2 separate regions of the Sus scrofa genome follow, and region 1 is linked to region 2. The links are chromatin contacts, called in public Hi-C maps. All regions are on one chromosome and are shown on one strand. Each heading gives the region's core, a stretch centred on a gene start, on an enhancer-like site or on the middle of the called end of the contact. The rest is flanking DNA. Distances are from core to core; before and after follow the strand shown.

Region 1 (6,491 bases), core at 3,877-6,376, 420 kb before region 2:
ACCTATAAATGCACGATTACAAGGCTACATGTTGGAGCTCCCGTCGTGGCGCAATGGCTAATGAATCCGACTAGGAACCACGAGGTTGCAGGTTCGATCCCTGGCCTTGCTCAGTGGGTTGAGGATCCGGCGTTGCTGTGAGCTGTGGTGTAGATTGCAGATGTGGCTCGGATCCTGTGTTTCTGTGGCTCTGGTGTATGCTGGTGGCTACAGCTCTGATTCGACCCCTAGCCTGGGAATCTCCATATGCCGTGGGGGTGGAATCTCCATATGCCGTGGGAGCGGCCCTCAAAGAGGCAGGAAAAAAACAAAAAACAAGGCTGCATGTTAAGTGCTGGAGCTTATGAAGCAGAAACAGATAATGAACAAGTGCCTAACCTGGTCACAAGCAAGGAATCCAGGGGTCTCCAGGGGAGAAGCTTAAGCTCTCAGATATCTTTCAGGGTGGTCTCTGGTCTTCTAGGGACAGGTGTGGTGGACTTACTTACCAGTCTTTTCCTCATTTTGTAGTTCAAATAGCTGCAGAGTCAATAGTGTCCTCTCTGTAAGAATGGATGATTGAACTTGATCCTTAGAGTTCCATCGAGACAAAGGGGAGAAAAAAGTCTGTTATTAATAGAACATGTGGACTTGAACTGCAATGCGAAAGGTCTAAAATCAATTCTCAGTGTGGGGACGGTCTCTCACAAGCCACATTTCTCTGTACTCCACTCTCTCTTCTCCGTTTGACTTTCTTAGCTCCTTTTAATGTTTAGCTCCCTCCTTGCTTCAGCTTGCAGAATCATATTCATGATTTATTGGGTGCGTCTATGTACAGGTACTATGCTAAGTGCTTTATGTGCCTTTTCTCAAAAACTTTGGGTATTACTGTATATATAGTACAGATGAAGAAACTGAAGCTAAGAGAAGTTAAGGTTTACAGAGATGATGCGGCTAATAAGTACTGTCCTTGAGATCCAAACCCAGGTTTTCTGATTCTAAAATCCATGTCCTTAGCTACCTTGCTATATGGGTGCTTGTGCCTGCATGCATGCGTGTGCGCACACGTGTGCACATGCGCACACATACACACAGAGCTATATGTACAACTTTTCAAGAACGAAAATTGCTTGACCCAGCTCACCTTTTTGCTATGCCTTGAGTGCTATAGATTGGCTATCTGATTTTATAAGCTCACTTAGGTCTAATCAGCTGCCCCTGAAAGCAATCAATTGATGCTGAGAGGAGTTGACGGTAGGGCAATTAAACTTACATGCACTGGAGACATTAAGGAGTAGTTTATCAGGCAACAAACTTTTATTGGTTTATCTACCAATATATATGTGTGTAATCATTTGTATCCAACACCAGACAGTAGCTCAGAGCTTGCCATTTGAAAACCCAGGTTTGCACACTGGCACTGCCATTTAAAAGTTGTATTACCAAGAGTTCCCACTGTGATGCATCAGAAACAAATCCGACTAGGAACCATGAGGTTGTGGGTTCAATCCCTGGCCTTGCTCAGTGGGTTACGGATCTGGTGTTGCTGTGAGCTGTGGTGTAAGTCACCGGTACGGCTTGGACCCTGCATTGCTGTGGCTGTGGTATAGGCCAGCAGCTGCAGCTTTGATCTGACACCTAGCCTGGTAATCTCCATATGCTGCAAGTGCAGCCCTAAAAAGCAATAATAATAATAATGATAATAATAAAAACAAAAGTTGTATTACCTTGGACAAATGATTTTATTTTTCTAGGACTTTTTCCTGTTGGTGACCGAGGAAAAGCACAGGGTCCTTCCTGATTATTGAGACTCTATTGAGTGTAGGAAGGGGGCTAAACACTAGAGAACCCAGATGAGTGAGTTACCACCTTGGGGAGCTTATTTGCAGTTCACAAAACTTATGGTGGGGAGGGTCTGTAAAATGCATACTTCAAGACCCAGCCACCTCCTGAGATTCTCTTTCAGTGGACTTGAGGTAGAGCACAGGATTTGCACTGTATTGAGAGCATCCTGGGAGTTCCCACTGTGGCGCAGTGGAAACGAATCCAACTAGTATCCATGAGGACTCGGGTTCTATCCCTGGCCCCGCTCAGTGGGTTAAGGATCTGACATTGCAGTGAGCTGTGGTATATGTCACAGAGGTGGCTCAGATGTGGCACTGCTGTGGCTGTTGCCAGATTCGACCCCTAGCCTGGGAACTTCCATATACTGCACCTGTAGCCATAAAAGAAAAAAAAAAAAAAAGAGCATCCTAAGGCTCCAGGTAATGGTGACCTAATGAGAAGCAATAGGGTGGAGAAAACAGGACTTTTCAATGGATAATCAGTGAGCGCTAAGAGAAGACTGCAGAGCTGGGAGAACCAAAAGAGCAATCAATTCTGTGGAGTCTGGTGTCAGAGACCGCTTCACAGAGGTGAGGTTCAGCCCAGTAGGGGCTTGTCAGGTGGGGAGAAGGGAAGGGCTTTCAGCACCACCAGCAAAGGTGTTTTCTGAGGGTGTTGAGGATTTGGGGGCATAGTGGCTTCAATAAGGCCAGAAAGGCAGATAAGCCAGAGCACAGAGACTTGTTCACTGTGTTTCTCTCTGGTGGAGCATTGGAAATGTTTAGGTTAGTGAGAGATCCATTCAGATTTAACTTTTAGAAATGTGATTATGGAGTTCTTCAGGGGCCTAGTAATTAAGGATTTGGCAATGTCACTGCTCTGGCTCAGGTTCCATTCCTGGCCCAGGAACTTCCACATGCCACAGGCACAGTTAAAAAAATAAAATAAAAATTAGAAGAAGAAAAAAAAAAAAAAGAAAGAAATGTGACTTTGTTTTTGTTTGTTATTACTTTGGCTGTGTCCATGGTATGCAGAAGTTCCTGGCCCAGGGATTGACCCCTGCCATAGCAGTGACCCAAGTTACTGCAGTGACGTCTGATCTGTAACCTACTGAGCCACCAGGGAACACCTAGAAAGGTGATTTTGGTTTCAGCATGGAGCACAGAAGGATGGGGGTGTGGTGGACTGCGTGGAGACCAGAGCCTGTAGCCATAACACAGGTTGGCCGTGATAAGGAGCTGCAGTCAGCCAATGGGATACAGATGGAGAGCAGGGGATGGATAAGTGAGATATACAGGGAGTGGATGTAGGAAGGGAGGTATCTAGCTTGGAGAGGGGTGACATCCACCCGGATTTGCGGTGGGGTATCGATTTAGGTGGAAAGCAGGAGAAATCTAAAATGAGTTTGAATTCAAGTGTATCTAGTAGAGAAGTCAGCAAGCAGCTGGAATTTGGGAAATCCCTCTGAAACGGTAGATAAATTTTGTTTAGAAGTTTGCAACATTCTGATGTTGTGGTGATAATTGAAGGCATGAGCATTCTCAAAAAAAAAAAAAAAAAGTAAAAAAAGAAGACATAGAATTAGAATCCCAAGAAGTAGGACTCCAGGAAGTAACTGTACAAAGCGTATGGGTGAAGATGGAGAAACCATTTTGAAATCATTTCAGAAGGATGGATTTGAGATGTGTGACAATTTTCATTATAGTAAACTTGAAGAGCCAAAGATCAATAATGTTAGCTGCCATTTATCACTTTTGTTTTTTGTTTTTCTCTTCCGCTTACCACATAGACTAGCATGTTTCCTATCACTAATTAATTATCATGGGCAACGGTCTAACAATAAAAAATAGAAGTTATAGGATCATCTTGCTACCAAATGTCGGTTCAACTCTGGGATAGAAGACAACAGATAGATTTCTTTTGATCCCATCATGAATTCAAGAATCATTTTTTACAGAATCTACTTTGTGCTTGGTACCGAGTGAAGGGTGGGTGATGGAAAGGTGGACTGGTCCTTGCCCTCAATAAGCTTGCCTTTGTTCCAGGATGTGTTATGTAACATGAGCACTGCAGATAATAAATGATGGTGTTCCAAGAGTCCCCTGTGCATCTCTCAAAGGGGCCTGGAATGGAGAGTGTAACAAAATGAAAACGCATCGTACAGCAGAGACCACACAGACTAGGGAATTCAGAACTAAGAAACAATCACTAGACAAAAGGGACCAGGGAAAGCTTACAGAAGGTGAGTTTTTAATACAGTGTAGTCAGAACAGTACAGCAGAAGGTTTTGCTGTAAAGTGAAGAGAACACCAAATCCAGGTTTGAATCCTGCTATGGCTCTGGAGGTAGCCTTCATCTTCCTGGAGGTGGCTGTGTCCTCTAGGAACCCACCAGCAGGAACCTAATGAAGCTTGGAAGGATATCGGTTTTACCACCCCCATCTCCCACCCCATCCCCTTGTTCTAGGTGCTTCCAACAGGTGATTTCTCTGAGAGCCTGGGCCAGGAGTGAGAAGGTGCCAAGTATTCTGCCTTCCCGTGTTTCAGAGGAGAGATTGTGGGGCAAATTCCACCTCAATAGTTTTGTGGGGGTTTGTTTGTTTGTTTTTTGCTGTTGATGGGATCCAGTGGTTCATTTCCAAAGAGAACCTGAAAGAACTCTGTCCTATTTAAGAGCAAGAGCCTCGGATCTGCTTAAATTCTGGATTTGCTTCTTATCCCCTGGGTGACCTTCGGCAATTTATTCCACCTCTCTAAGCCTCGGTCTTTGTTACCTAAAATTTTGGGATAAAGATACGTACCTCACAGGGATGTGGTGGGGATTAAGGATAATGTATACAAACCCCAGAGCACTGAGCGGGGCACACAGTAGTTGGTTAAAAAAAAGAAAAAAAGAAAAAAAAAATCTGCTGATCCAACGATTGCTAGCTATTGTTATTAATAACATCGAAGAAAAGCAGGGAACGCACAAAAACGCCAGTCTCCTCCTTTCCCAATCTCTGCCAGGCAGAAAGCCAGCGTCCTAGAACTTAAAGGGACTTTCGATGGGTGGGATCTTGAGCGGGTGGGACCCCAGAGTCCCTCGCGTGAGGGCGGAGGCGGAGGGAGGCGGTGAGAGCCGGGGTGGGTGGCAGTCCCGGGCGACCAGAAGGCCCCAGTGACCCCCGACCCGGGCTGGGCTGGTACCCAAGCCGAGAGCCTGCCCTAGGGCCCGCGGTGTCTCGAGGGGCCGGTTCTAAGGCGGGAGCGGGGAGAGAGAGGAGGGGCGACCGGGGAATGTCCCCGCCTCTCTCCCTGCTTCCATAAATCACCGCAGCCGCGGCGGCGGCCGCGCCGGGAAGTGCACGGAGCCGGAGCGCAGCGTGGTGGCACCAGACACCTCCCTTTCCCAGCCGCTGGCTTTCTTCAGTGGTTTTTTTTTTTTTTTTTTTCTTTCTTTCTTTTTTTTTTTTTTTTAAACCTCCCCTCTCCCTCCTCGCTCGGGTGGCTGCCCCTGCCTCGCAGCGCGATCGCCGCTCCTCCTCCGCGGGTGCAGCCGCCCGCCCTCGCCGCCGCCTCGCTCGGCCGGAACCCGCGGGAAGCGAAAGCTCGGCGGCTTCGCCTTGTCAGCCCCGCGGCCGCGCACCGGGTGCAGACGCCGCGGCTCTGCCCGTCTCCCGCCACCCCGCGGGGGCCGCGCCGGCGCCGGGGTCCCGGGGACGACTGGGGCGGCCGCTTCCTCTCCGGCCGCGGCCGCGGGAGCCCGGCGATGGTGGCCGCCCGCGCTCCCGCGCCGTAGCCGGGCGCCCCCTAAGTTTGGGAGCCGCCGCGGCGCGGGGAGGCGACTGCAGAAGGGCGAGAAAGTTTTACGGGGTGCGCCGAGCGGGCCCTGGGCGCACCTCCCGGGGCTCCCTCCCCGCTTCCCGGTGCCTGGAGCCCGTCGGCGGGGAGTGGGGGAGGCGGCATGGCCCGTGAGCCGGAGGAAGAGGAGGCGGCGGGGGCCGCTGCCCTGGCCCGCGGGGGTCGGGGCTCGCTCCGCCGGATTGGGGCGCGGCGGCCGCCCCTCTGGCTGCTCTGCTTGGCGGCAGGCTGGCTGCTGGGCGCCGGGGCCGACGCCGACTTCTCCATCCTGGACGAGGCGCAAGTGCTGGCGAGCCAGATGCGGAGGCTGGCGGCGGAGGAGCTGGGGGTTGTCACCATGCAGGTAAGGGCCCCCTTCGCGCCCACGAACTTGCCAGGTATCCTGTCTGTCCCCGCGCAGAACCCGGTCCCACCCCCAGTCCTGGTCCCCTTGTGTGCTCACCAACGTCGCTGGCATGCCCAGAGCCCCCTTTTCCCGTACACCTCTGCCCTCTCCACGGACCCCTGACTACACATCAACTTCTCTTACAGGCACTTGGGCCCCCTTCTTTTTCTCCTCTCCAGAAGCCCCTGCCCTTTGCACCGCACCCACTCCCCCCCCCCCGGCACAGCTCCATGATCTCGACAGGATTCTCGGGTTCCCTCACACCTCCCTTGCTAATTTGCACGAATTACCCCGCCGTCTTGTGTTACCCCGCCACCCCTGCAAACTCCCCTTCCCTCTTTGTGTTCCCATCCCTGGGCAGACGGCCCCGCCTGGCTCAGACGACCTTCTTTCCCCTTGACTACCTCCTCGGGTCCCCCGACCGAGGCCCACCGATGGGCTCCGAGAGGGAAGGCACCGCCGCG
Region 2 (6,952 bases), core at 4,406-6,905:
TTATTTCTTTTTTTCCGCCAATACCATGTTTTTCTGATTACTGCAACTTTGTAACACAGTTTGAAATGATGGTGTGTGATACCTCTAGCTTTGTTCTTATCTCTCAGGATTGCTTTGGTTAAACAGGGTCCTCTGTGGTTCCATACAAATTTTAGAATTTTTTGTTCTATTTCTGTGAAAAGTGTCCTTGGAATTTTGATAGGGATTGCATTGCATCTGTAGATTACTTTAGGTAATATGGATATTTTAACAATGTTAACCTTTCCAGTCCACAAGCATGGAATATCTTTCCATTTTTTGTGTCTTCTTCAGTTTCTTTCAACAATGTCTTAATGTTTTTCAGCTTAGAGGGCTTTCACCTCAGTGGTATTTTATTCCTTTTGTTGTGAGAATAAATGAGATTTTTTCTTAATTTTCCCTCCTGCTAGCTCATTGTTAGCATGTAGAAACACAGCAGATTTTTGTATGTGGACTTTGTAGCCTGCAGCTTCACTGTATTCCCTTATTATTTCTAATAGTTTTTTTTTTTTTTTTTAGTGAAATCTTTAGAGTTTTCTGTATACAAAGTCATATCATATGTAAATAATGACAGTTTAACTTCCTCCTTTCTGATTGGGATGCCTTCATTTTTCTTGCCTAATTGCTTTTTACTAAGAACTTCTAATGCTATTATGAAATAAAAATGGTGATGGTGGGCATCCTTGTCCTATTCCCGAGGAATAGATTAGCTGTGAATTTTTCATACTTGGCCTGTATTATAAATAAAATTTCTATTTTATTGAGAGCTTTTATCTTAAATTGGGTATTAAATCTTGTGAGATGCTGTTTCTGCATCTATCGAGATAATCATATGGCTTTTATCCTTCATTTCATTAATGTGGTGTATCACATTGATTTATGGCTACTGAACCATCCTTATATCTTTGAAATAAATTCCACTTGATCATGGTGTATGATTCTTTTTTTTTTTTTTTTTTTTTTTTTGTCTTTTTGCTATTTCTTTGGGCCACTTCCGCGGCATGTGGAGGTTCCCAGGCTAGGGGTCTAATTGGAGCTGTAGCCACCGGCCTACGCCAGAGCCACAGCAATGCAGGATCCGAGCCACATCTGCAACCTACACCACAGCTCACGGCAATGCCGGATCATCAACCCACTGAGCAAGGGCAGGGACCGAACCCGCAACCTCATGGTTCCTAGTCGGATTCGTTAACCACTGCGCCATGACGGGAACTCCATGATTCTTTAACTATACTGTTGTATTTGGTTTGCTAATATCTTGTTAACTATTTTTGCATATGTGTTCATCAGAGATTCTGACTCTTTTTTTGTCTTTTTTTTTAGGCCCGCACCCAGGGCATATGGAGGTTCCCAGGGTAGGGGTCAAATTGGAGCCGTAGCCTCTGGCCTACACCACAGCCACAGCAATGCCAGATCCAAGCCACATCTGTGGCCTGCAACACCAGATTCTTAATCCACTGAGCAAGGCCAGGGATTGAACCTGTGTCCTCATGGATACTAGTCAGATTCTTTTCTGCTGAGCCATGATGGGAACTCCAGGAGATACTGACTTTTAATTTTCTTTGTGTGTGTGGTCCTTGTGTGGTTTTGGTGACAAGGTAACGTTGGCCTTGTAAAAAATGTTAGGAAGAATTCCTTTCTCTTCAGCTTTTTGGAAGAGTTTGAGAAGGATAAGTATTAATTCTTTGTGTGTTCGGCAGAATTTACCTGTTGAGCAATCTAGTCCTAGACCTTTGTTTTTCAGGAGGGTTTTGATTACTGTTTCATTCTCTTTATTAATGATCGGTCTATTCAGAGTCTCCTGGAGTCAGCATATAGTTGGGTCCTGTTTTTTAATCCATCCAACCACTCTCTTTCGATTGGTGAATTCAATGCATTTACGTTTAGGTTAGTTATTTTTTGTTTTTTATTTTTTTGTATTTTTGTGTTTTCTAGGGCCCCTCTCGTGGCATATGGAGGTTCCCAGGCTAGGGGTCGAATCGGAGCCGTAGCCGCCAGCCTACGCCAGAGCCACAGCAACGCGGCATCCGAGCCAGGTCTGCGACCTACACCACAGCTCACGGCAACGCTGGATCCTTGACCCACTGATCAAGGCCAGGGATCGAACCCGCACCCTCATGGTTCCTAGTCAGATTCGTTAACCCCTGCGCCACGACGGGAACTCCTTTAGGTTGATTATTGATAAACGAGGACTTAGTACTGCCATTTTATTATTCTCTGGTGGCTGTATATTTCCATTATTTCTTTTTCCTTGTATTTCTGCCATTTTGGTTTGGTGGTTTTCTGTGATGTTTTTCTCAGTTTCATCTTTTTATGTGTCTTGCCTCTGCTCTCGATTTGTTTTGTGGTTACCAGAAGGTTTGTATAAATTATCTCATAGAAAAGTCAGTCTGATCTTCTGCTAATAACATATTCACCTGCCTATGTAAGTCTCATTTTTTGTTCTTCCCTCTTATGCTCTGTGTTTTTGTTGTCTCACATCATCCCCCCCTTTATGCTGAGTTCAACAAGTTGAAGTAGTTATGGGGTTTTTTTATACTGCTTTTCCCGCCTTTAACCTCTACTTTTTAAATTTTGCATTCCCCTCTCAGAACATTTAATGTACCAGTTCATGATGTTACTGTTTAAAAAGCCCACCAACTGCTTGAAAGGGCTGCAGTTTTCTTCTCCCGTGTTCTAGTATCACGCTAGAGTGTTTAAAAACCTATTCTGATAGAGAGTTGCAGTCTTCTGGTTCTTTCCGTGTCTTTAGCACTTTACTCCAAGTTTTGTGTCCTTTTGCCCTTTCTGTTTCTGCTTGAAGAGCTCCTTTCAACATCTCTTACAGGGCCAATCCAGTGTTGATGAACTCCCTTGGCTTTTGTTTGTCTGGGAAAGCTTTTACTTCTCCTTCGTTTCTGAATGATAACTTGCTGGATGGAATATTCTCGCCTGATGGTTTTTATCTTCCAGTTTTTTGAGAATGACCCCTCTCTCTTGGCCTGTAGAGTTTCTGCCAAGAAATCTGCTGATAGTCTAATGGGAGTTCTTTCGTGAGTTACCATCCTTTTTTGCCCTTGGCTGCCTTTAAAATGATTTGTCATTGACTTTTGACAGTTGTAATATAATGCATCTTACTTAGGGAAGCTCTTTTTTTTTGTGCTGAGGTAATCAGACATTCTCTTAGCTACATGTATATCCAGTTCCTTCCCCAGGTTTGGGAAGTTCTCAGCTATTATTTGTTTAAATAAACTCTCTGTTCACTTCTCCCTCTTTCCTCCTGGGATACCCATTATCCTAATGTTGCCCTTTCTGGAAGAGTTGGATAGGATTCTTAGAGGTTCCTCATTTACCCCTAGATTTTAATCCTCTTTATTCTTTTGCCTGGATCATTTCTATATTTTTGTCTTCAAGCTTACTGATTTTCTCTCCCATAAGGTTCTTCTATATCCAATGCTTTCTAAGGCATTCTTCATCTTATTTATTGAGTTCTTTAGCTCCAGAATTTGGTTCTTCTTTAAAGTTTGTCTCTATAGTAAAGTATTCCTTGTGTTCATTAATTTTATTCTTGAGCTCATTGAATTGCCTTGAATTTCTTCATGGCAGCTATTTTTGAGATCTCTCTTGTTAGATCACAGTATTCCATGACTTTAAGTTTGGTTTATAGAGAATTTTCATTTTCTTTTTTGAATACAATGTTACAGAGGGTTTTCACGATGCTTGTTGAGTTGTTCCTCTGCTGGTGCATTTGAAGTAATAAACACCTTTCTTCTTAAGGTATAACTTTTTTTACTTGATTCTAAGGATTCAACAATTTATCACTAATTCTCAGAGAAATGCAAATCAAAACCTCTATGAAGTACCACCTAACACCTGTCAGAATGGCTACCATTAGTAAGTCTACAAACAACAAATGCTGGAGAGGGTGTGGAGAAAAGGGAACCCTCCTACACTGTTGGTGGGAATGTAAATTGGTACAACCACTATGGAAAACAGTATGAGGTACCTCAGAAAACTAAATATAGAACTTCCATATGATCCAGCTGTCCCACTCTTGGGCATATATCTGGACAAAACTTTTCTTGAAAAAGATAACATGCACCCGTATGTTCACCGCAGCACTATTCACAGTAGCCAAGACACGGAAGCAACCTAAATGTCCATCAACAAATGATTGGATTAAGAAGATGTGGTACATATAAACAATGGAATACTCCTCAGCCATAAGAAAGAACAAAATTATGCCATTTGCAGCACCATGGATGGAACTAGAGACTTTTACACTAACTGAAGTAAGTCAGAAAGAGAAAGACAAATAGCATATGATATCACTTATATCTGAAATCTAAAATATGGCACAAAGGAACCTTTCCACAGAAAAGAAACTCATGGACATGGAGAACATACTTGTGGTTGCCAAGGGGGAAGGGGAGAGATTGGGATGGACTGGGAGTCTGAGGTTAATAGATGCAAACTATTGCATTTGCAGTGGATAGGCAATGAGATCCTGCTGTACAGCTCCGGGAGCTATATCTAGTCACTTATGATAGAACATGATGGAGGATAATGTGAGAAAAAGAATATATGTGTGTGTGTGTGTGTGTGTGTGTGTGTGTGTGTGTGTGTGTATGTATGTGTATGACTGGGTCCCTTTGCTGTACAGTAGAAATTGACAGAACTCTGTAAATCAACATATAATGGAAAAAATAAGAATCATAAAATAATTTTTTTTTGTCTCTTTAGGGCCTCACCCACAGCATATGGAGGTTCCCAGGCTAGGGGTCAAATCCGAGCTGTAGCCACTGGCCTACGCCAGAGCCACAGCAACGCAGGATTCGAGCAACATCTGCAACCTGCACCACAGCTCATGGTAATGCCAGATCCTTAACCCACTGAGTGAGGCCAGGGATCGAACCCTCATCTTCATGGATGCTAGGTGGCTTTGTTAACTGCTGAGCCACAACGGGAACCTCTTTTTTTTTTTTTTTTTAATTTTATTTTAGGAGTTCCCGTCGTGGCCCAGTGGTTAACGAACCCACCTAGCATCCATGAAGACACGGGTTTGATCCTGGCCTCGCTCGGTGGGTTAAGAATCTGGCATTGCCGTGAGCTGTGGTGCAGGTCACAGATGGGGCTCGGATCCTGCGTTGCTGTGGCTCTGGCGTAGGCCAGAAGCTGTAGCTCTGACTGAACCCCTAGCCTGGAAACTTACATGTGCCAAGGTGCGGCCCTAAAAAAACAGCCAAAAAAAAAAAATCACAGGGCTCTCCTTTGTTTTCCAGTAGGTGGCACTGTAGCACAAGTATTTAGTTTTCTTACCTGCGCTGCTTCTGGTTGTTTGTGAGAGTTGGTGCTTTAAGGTCTGTCAGGGGAGTTGCCCACTTTCTGCTGGTGCCTCTAAAGTCTTGGTGTTGATGGTGTCACCCTCCTGAGGCACTGGGATGGGAGATGCTTCTGCTATGTCCCAAATCTCTTGAATTGCAGACTCTGCTACTGTTGGGGAGGTGAGTGGTCAGCTGGGGTCACAGGCACCTGTACAATGTCAGAGGTTGTAGAGTTCCAAGGTGCCACCACTGTGGGCAGGTGGTAGGGAGCTGGAGGCTGCCTGTGTGGCTGAAGAGATAGGACACAGCCCCCACTGCTGTTGCTGCCAGGTTACCTCTGGCTGTGAACACCACCATGCTGGGGAGGCTGGAGTTTGTATGCTGCTTTCCCTGCTGCTCCTGGGTTCTTTGGGCCTGCAGGCTCAGCTGCTGTGGCTGGAGGGCAGGTACTGCTTCTGCTGTTCCCATTTTCACCTCCTCTTTGTGTTCCAGTCCACCCGCTTTGGGATGCACAGATGTGTGGAATGTGGACTTCTCTAGCATCCTAGTGTGTTGGGCAGAGGTGCCTTTGTTGAGTTGTGGATGTTTAGCTGGTTGTAGATTGACCGGGAAAGGCAAAGGGAATGCCTCACCCTGGCACAGTGCTGACATCACTCAAGTTTTGATTTTTTTTTTTTTTTTTTCTTTTAGGGCCCCACCCTCGGCACATGGAGGTTCCCAGGCTATGGGCTGAATCGGAGCTGTAGCCGCCAGCCTACACCACAGCCACAGCAACACCAGATCCGAACCACATCTGCAACCCTCACCACAGCTCACGGCAGTGCCCCCAGATCCTTAACCCACTGAGCCAGGCCAGGGATTGACCTGCATCCTTGTGAATTCTAGTCGGGTTCATTAACCACCGAGCCATGAAGGGAGCTCCAAGTTTTGATTTTGATGTCCCAGTTTATATCTCTTTATCTTATGTGTCCTTTACCAATGGTTTGAGTTATTTTTACAACTTTTCATGCTAGCTTTATCAGTGATTACTTCTCTACAATATTATATTACTCTGAATTTTACCATATATTTATCATTACCAATGAGATTTATACTTTCATATTTCTTTGTTTTTTAATATATATATAGCTTATATACACACATATATATATATATATATATTTTTTTTTTTTGGTCTTTTTGCCTTTTCTAAGGCCACTCCCATGGCATATGGAGGTTCCCAGGCTAGGGGTCTAATCAGAGTTGTAGCCACCAGCCTACACCAGAACCACAACAACGTGGGATCCGAGCCGTGTCTGCGACGTATACCACAGCTCACACCAACGCCAGATCCTTAACCCACTGAGTAAGGCCAGGGACCGAACCCATAACCTCATGGTTCCTAGTCAGATTCGTTAACCACTGCGCCACGACGGGAACTCCTCTTTGTGTCATTAAATGGTACCCTTTCTTTCAGTTGAAAGAATTCCCTTTAACATTTCTTGTAAGATCTGTTTAGTGGTGATGAAATCCTTTTGGTTTTGCTTGTCTGGAAAGCTCTTCATCTTTCCTTCAATTTTGAAGGACAGCTTTGCCAGATAGAAAATTCTTGGTTGGCAGCTTTTTCTTTCAGCGTTTTGAAAGTATTGTTC

Evidence for each region. A called contact is a pair of places that touch in the nucleus more often than the background predicts.
Region 1: a contact with region 2 is called in a Hi-C map of omental adipose tissue, with 1.6 times the contacts expected there. The contact joins the promoter of CACHD1 here to the enhancer-like site in region 2. A contact is called at or near these places in 7 of 47 Hi-C or Micro-C datasets (embryonic fibroblasts, fetal heart ventricle, fetal skeletal muscle and 4 more) and 1 of 2 datasets of contacts at active chromatin or transcription factors (skeletal muscle).

The regions. Positions count from the first base shown.
Region 1 is chr6:148,009,551-148,016,041 of Sscrofa11.1, reverse strand. It overlaps CACHD1 (VWFA and cache domain-containing protein 1), which reads left to right and starts at 5,126. Exons shown (of 28, transcript XM_021096540.1): 1 at 5,126-5,985. The coding sequence starts at 5,746.
Region 2 is chr6:147,591,489-147,598,440 of Sscrofa11.1, reverse strand. The region is part of intron 11 of RAVER2 (ribonucleoprotein PTB-binding 2); the gene reads left to right. Among named protein-coding and RNA genes, the nearest start is that of RAVER2, 130 kb to the left of the region's middle. Within about 2 kb of position 5,655, at least 2 of the 83 cell types and tissues checked have an H3K27ac peak or open chromatin away from gene starts, as enhancers often do. A contact at or near this core is called in omental adipose tissue, where this site is marked.